Linked DNA regions of Sus scrofa: region 2 is linked to region 1. A link is a contact called in public HiChIP or PLAC-seq data. All regions are on one chromosome and are shown on one strand. Each heading gives the region's core, a stretch centred on a gene start, on an enhancer-like site or on the middle of the called end of the contact. The rest is flanking DNA. Distances are from core to core; before and after follow the strand shown.

Region 1 (2,867 bases), core at 227-2,726:
CCCTTTTTCATTCCTTTACAGTGGGTATGTGATGGGCATAGAATCAAACAAAGAAGAAATTTTAGAGCAGCATCTGTGAGCAGTGATAAAAAGATGCATGTGATTACTTCAGCGTGACCACTTATCTCTATTTTAGAAACAAATAAGAAATTGAATGATAGAAAGTCACCTGTGAGTTTGAGAAGCTCTGTAAATTCCTGAAGGGCAAGGAAGAATACTTTCTGTCCCAGTTGAGGGACTTCAACAAAGCCATTTTAAGAAATAAACATGAAAATATAAACAGTGTCTTAAATGAGAAGTCACTCCTCAACCATCCACATGTGGTCAATAAAAAAGTCTTAAAAGTGGATGTATTGGGCCACTGAGAATCAGGATGGTATCAGTGGGTGGGTAGGTGGCTGATGACATTCATCCTCAGATTGGAAGACAGGAAGGAAGCCATCAAAGCAATATTCCAGGAGGAAAATCATTAATCTAAAGGCTCCCTTAAAGACTCAGGCCTTACTCTATGGAAGGGAGAGCTGATTACCTTACTCCCTGATTGCTTTGACATAGAATCATTAATCTTAGAATAATGATTCCTGCAGTACAGCCAGAGCCAGTGGCCAGGGTGTCAGGTGGTGAGTCAGAAGGCATTGTCTCTCTTCTTAGCCATGCCACTGACTTGCTGGGTGAGCTTGAATTTCCCTCTCCAAGCTCTTCTGCCACCATCATTACCAGATGCTTACAAGCACATCAAAGCCTTTAGTCCAGTGGTTGAGAACTTGGGCCCTGAAGCCAGACTCCTTTCAAATCCTGCCTTTCTGCTACAAGCTAGTGTTGCTGGAACTCTGCCTCTACACCAGCTCTGAATTGAATCATGGAGGCAGAGTTTTTGGATAAAGTAGAAAAGAATACCTTTATCGTTTTGCCAGGCAAAGGGGACCAAAGATGGTTAATGCCCTTAAAACTGTGCCCTGTCCTGGAGGGGGTACCAAGGAGTCTTAGAGTGTTCAAGGAGTAGGGTGTGATTGGCTTGTGGACATTCTTCTCATTGGTTGGTGATGAGGTAATTGGGAGTCTGCATCATGAATTTTCTGGTTTCAACCAGTCTGGGGTCTACTTGCTTGTGGGCAGCATATGGGTAACTTCTTCTACCTGATGGGGGTTTCAGTATCTACAAAACGGCTGAAAGGACATAGCTCAGAATATTATCTGTAGTCCTTGAGGAAGAACTAAAGGTCCTTGACTTCATTTAAAGTATTATTATTTTGTCTTGCTTGACTGTTTTCCTTTCTGCATTTTCTCACTTCTCTGATTAGGTTTATTTCTTGACTAGTTTTTCTACAGACCCAAAACAGGCAGAGGACGTGGGTGGGGATCTGTTCTGGGATGGGGCTGCTCCGTACACTAGGAGGCCTTCTTCACATTCCTTAGCACCCATCTCTGACTTGTTTCCTCTTCTGGACAAATGTCACTTGATAAACGTTAGTCATCATCATGATGATTACAAAATGCCCATAGACCTGCCTCAGAGATGGAGAAGGAGCCAGGACTAGCCCGGGTGGCAGTGAGCATCTAGAGGTTTGGGGGATGATAGCAGAGAACCCTCATTTGATGCAAAGAGACACTGACAACACGGAGGGGTCAACGTGCCTATTGAGGGCTGATGATGTTCCTTTGTGTGTGGTACTGTGTCCATGTAACAGCTCCGTGAAGGCTGTTACTCTGATCCTTATTAACTCTATTTTGCAGATGAGTAAACCAAGACTTAAAAAGATCAAGCAAGTTGTTCAACATCTCAGAGCTAGTAAGGGGCAGAGAAAATATTCTAAGTTAGGTTCTTTGGCTTTAAAGCTTATAAAACACTGCATAAGCTCAGGGTCAAAATGCCAGGAGATGGAGTTCCTATTGTGGCTCAGTGGGTTAAGAACCTGACTAGTATCCATGAGGCTACAGGTTCAATCCTTGGCCTCTGTCAGCAGGTTAAGGATCCAGCATTGCTGCAGCCTCCGGCTTAGGTTGCAGATGTTGCTCGGATCCTGCATTGCTGAGGCTGTGGTGTAGGTCTGCAGATTTGACCTCTAGCCCAGGAACTTCCATGTGCCGCTTGTGCAGCACTAAAAAGAAAAAAAAAATCAAAAAAAAAATTCCAGGAGATGGGAAGTTATTGCTTAATGGGTACAGAGTTTCTGTTTGAGATGATGAAAAAGTTCTGGAAATAGTGATGATGGTTACACAACACTGTGAAGGTAGTAAAGGCTAGTGAATTATACACTTAAAAATGGTTTAAGTGGATCTTCCCATCGTGGCTCGGTGGAAACAAATCTGACAAATATCCATGAGGATACAGGTTCAATCCTTGGCCTCGCTCAGTGGGTTAAGGATCCAGCGTTGCCATGAGCTATGGTGTAAGTCACAGATGCAGCTCAGATCTGGCATTGTTATGGCTGTGGTATAGACCAGCGCTATAGCTGCAATTCAACCCCTAGCCTGGGAACCTGCATATGCCACGTGTACAGCCCTAAAAAGACCAAAAAAAAAAAGTGCTTTAAGTGGTAAATTATACATTGTGTATATTTTACACACCCAGGCACCAAAAAAATGCCAGCAGAGAGGTTTGGAAGGGTGTTGCCACTCTGAGGTCAAAGACAGATGTGGAAGTCACGGACCAACCTAGGAGCTAGCAATTGAGAAAAACAAAAACTAGAATGTACTTTTGTCCCTCCGTTGCAAAGAAGTCAGTTTGTGAAACACTGGAATAATAATAAACCCAAGTTTATTCCTTGAAGAAAGCATTTTGCACCTTTGGAAGCCCACAGGCTCAAACACGCCACTTTTAGGAAACATTTCTGGGACTTCACAGGCAAACATATTTTAAAAGCTGA
Region 2 (2,970 bases), core at 311-2,810, 550 kb before region 1:
TAACCAGCATAGTCTTTAGAATCTGATGGGATTCCAAGGGTCAAATCTAGGCTCTTCCTTTTACCAGCTGTATGGTCTCAAGCAAGTGGCTCATCCTCTCTGAGCCCAGTTTTTAAATGGAAGGCTGGAATAACAGCACATCCCTTCTGGGCTGCTGCAAACGTCACTAAATGAGCTGGCCTAAGTGAAGGCACAAGATCTGAGGATCTTTCCCCACCAGCTTGCCTGAGGGCTGCTTGGTACCATTTGCCCCCAAGCTTCTCCCTCTCCAGTCAGCTCATCTATTGGCTGCTCTGGGCCCATAAGACTCTCTCTCTCAACACAACTGAATAAAAGATTCAAAAACCAGTTAGATCCATTGGCAATTATCTAACCTTCAAATTTTCCGGAATCTGACTTCTTCTCATTACCTCCTCAGCTTCCATCCTGGTCCAAATTGCCATCATCCCTCACCCAGATCACTGCATCAGCCTCCTCACTGCTCACCAGGGCCCCTCACTCCATAGCCTGTCTCCATACCGAAGCAGGTCTGTCATGTGAAGTCACGCCACGTCTCTCCTCTATTCCCAAAGACATCCGTCGGGTGCCTTGCAGTGGCCTATCGGCTTGGCATGAACTGGTCACCGCCTGTGACACTCCCTCTCCCACTCCCCACAAGCCACTCTTGCGTCTTTGCTGCCCTTTGGACATTTCAAGCAGTTCCCCATCTTGAGGTCTTTATCCCTGTTTTTGCCTCAGCTGGAAACACTCTTGCCTCAGATATCTGCACGGATCACTCACTTTCTTCAAGGCTTAGCTCTAATGTGACTGAGTCAGAGAGCCCCTTCCAGATAGCAGTTATAAAAAAGCTCTCCACCCTGCCATCCCAAACGTGCTTTCCAGACCCTTGCTCAGCTTTTTTTTTTTCTTCACAGCATTATTGCCACCTGAAATATTATCTATTTGTGTAATATGTCTCCTGTCCTGGGCTGGAAGAGACTTTGCTGTGATATCTGTTGAAAGCCCAGTGTCTAAAAATACTGACACACAGTAGTATTTGATAAATTTCATTGAATTAATGATTGGATGGGTAATATTGGACTCAAACTGAAAAGTCACGGTGAGGCCATAGGGAAGCAAAGAAGGCGTCCAGTGGTCAGCAGAGAGAAGCAGGAAAAGAGACAGAGAAAAGCAGAGATGAGACTGGGCGTCTCAAGAAAGGCGGAAGGAGAGACTGCTGTAAATGACTTCCAAGGCCCTGACCTTCCAAGGCCCTGAATCCAAGGAGATCCAGCTGTTTCCTGCCCTGGGATATAATAACATCACACACACACACACACACACAATATACCACACTACACACGCTATACTACATACATGTATACCCTCCCATACATAACACATTTCACGCAATATACACACATTTACACACACACACACACACACACACACACACTCTGTACTAAAATGACTGAGTGAGTTTCTGAGTCGTTGCCTAATGGCCCCACACAATGGCAGTGTGTAAATACCCAACACAGAACCAGGCACACAGCAAGTGTTCATGTGAGTTCCCCTTCTCTCCTTTGAAGTCATAGCTATGAGCAGTTCCCGGGGTTGAGAACTTGCCCCGACCTTCCTGTTTTTCCTATAGAGTCAGCCCCTCCCACAGCCCCACCCCCCTCACCAGGCTCCGCCCACCTGCCTTCCCATTCATACAATAGGTCCAGTCACTCCTTCTGTCCTCTGAGCTGACAAAAATCTATGCTGCTCCCCCCGCAAAACAGCCTCCCCATCCCAACTGCCCTGTCTGCTGAGCAACTTTGCTCTCCAGTTCCTCTTGTTAGAAATTTAGAAGTCATGTTTAACACCCCTTTCCTTCATCCCTGCGTCTGTCCACACATCTTGTTCATTCTTTCCAAACACTTCTAGACTAACCTATCTTTTCCATTTTCACAATGGATCTTACATCTTTCATCCGGGAATCCTCCTCTGACCCCAGAACAAATCAGTTCCCTATTTGTGCGCTAGCAGCCCTGTGCTTTGCTTTGCACTGACCATGGTTTGCAACTGCACATGTGTGAAAGCATTTGAGTGCTGTTCCTCCTCCACTGACTATAAACTCCCCAAGGGCAGCTCTCGATAAATGCTATTAGATGGATAAATAGAGCTACTTTTTCTCTGTGTGTTTCTTTTTGTCTTTTTAGGGCTGAATCCACGTAATATGGAGGTTCCCGGGATAGGGGTCTAATCAGAGCTGTAGCTGCCGGCGCCACGCCCACAGCCACAGCCATGCCAGATCGGAGCTGCGTCTGTGACAGCTCATGGCAATGACGGATCCTTAATTCGCTGAGTGGGGCCAGGGATCGAACCGCAACCTTATGGTTCCTAGTCAGACTCCTTTCCGCTACGCCAGGATGGGGAACCCTCTCTGTGTTCCTTATCCTCGGCCCTAGATATCATGGAAGCTTCCGGAAAGACGTAGCTGTATTTATCACTATCTGTACACCCTCCCTGACCCAGCCCCAGTCCTAGGCACAAAACCAAGAGCACACTGGGTGCTTGCTAAAGAAGAGCTCACTGATTGCGGTGTTCTGTCAATCATTCAGCCTTTGCATTTGGGGAAAAGCCAAGTCCTCACTCCTAAGTGACCAGTCAGGCAACCAGACCCTGCCAGCCCCAGGAACCCAATAACCGGGAACGTCTGTTTCCACAGCGGCCCAGCAGGCTGGCAGTGTCTCTTTCCTTTTGCCTCCTGATACGGCAGTAATTAGAAACAGCAGTCATGGCCACGCGGCATTCCCGGGAGCACCCTGCTGGATGCGCTGAACACATGTAGCTGCGAGACCACCTGCCGGGGAGAGAATAGAAGAATCATTTGCTGAACATGGCAGGGGTGATGGCTAAGGGGGTGAGCCGCTGCATAGCAAATAGCTGGCCCACCTTCCCCAAAGCCCTAAATAATTTCTCCACTTGGAAAAAAAAAAAAAGAAG

Evidence for each region. HiChIP or PLAC-seq counts read pairs in DNA pulled down with a chosen protein or histone mark.
Region 2: an H3K27ac HiChIP or PLAC-seq map of alveolar macrophages shows a contact between it and region 1. The contact joins two enhancer-like sites. A contact is called at or near these places in 1 of 47 Hi-C or Micro-C datasets (liver) and 1 of 2 datasets of contacts at active chromatin or transcription factors (alveolar macrophages).

Annotation. Positions count from the first base shown.
Region 1 is chr7:89,193,335-89,196,201 of Sscrofa11.1, reverse strand. No RefSeq gene overlaps it. Among named protein-coding and RNA genes, the nearest start is that of MAX, 27 kb to the right of the region's middle. Within about 2 kb of position 1,476, at least 3 of the 83 cell types and tissues checked have an H3K27ac peak or open chromatin away from gene starts, as enhancers often do. A contact at or near this core is called in alveolar macrophages, where this site is marked.
Region 2 is chr7:89,738,806-89,741,775 of Sscrofa11.1, reverse strand. No RefSeq gene overlaps it. Among named protein-coding and RNA genes, the nearest start is that of FUT8, 220 kb to the right of the region's middle. Within about 2 kb of position 1,560, at least 5 of the 83 cell types and tissues checked have an H3K27ac peak or open chromatin away from gene starts, as enhancers often do. A contact at or near this core is called in alveolar macrophages, where this site is marked.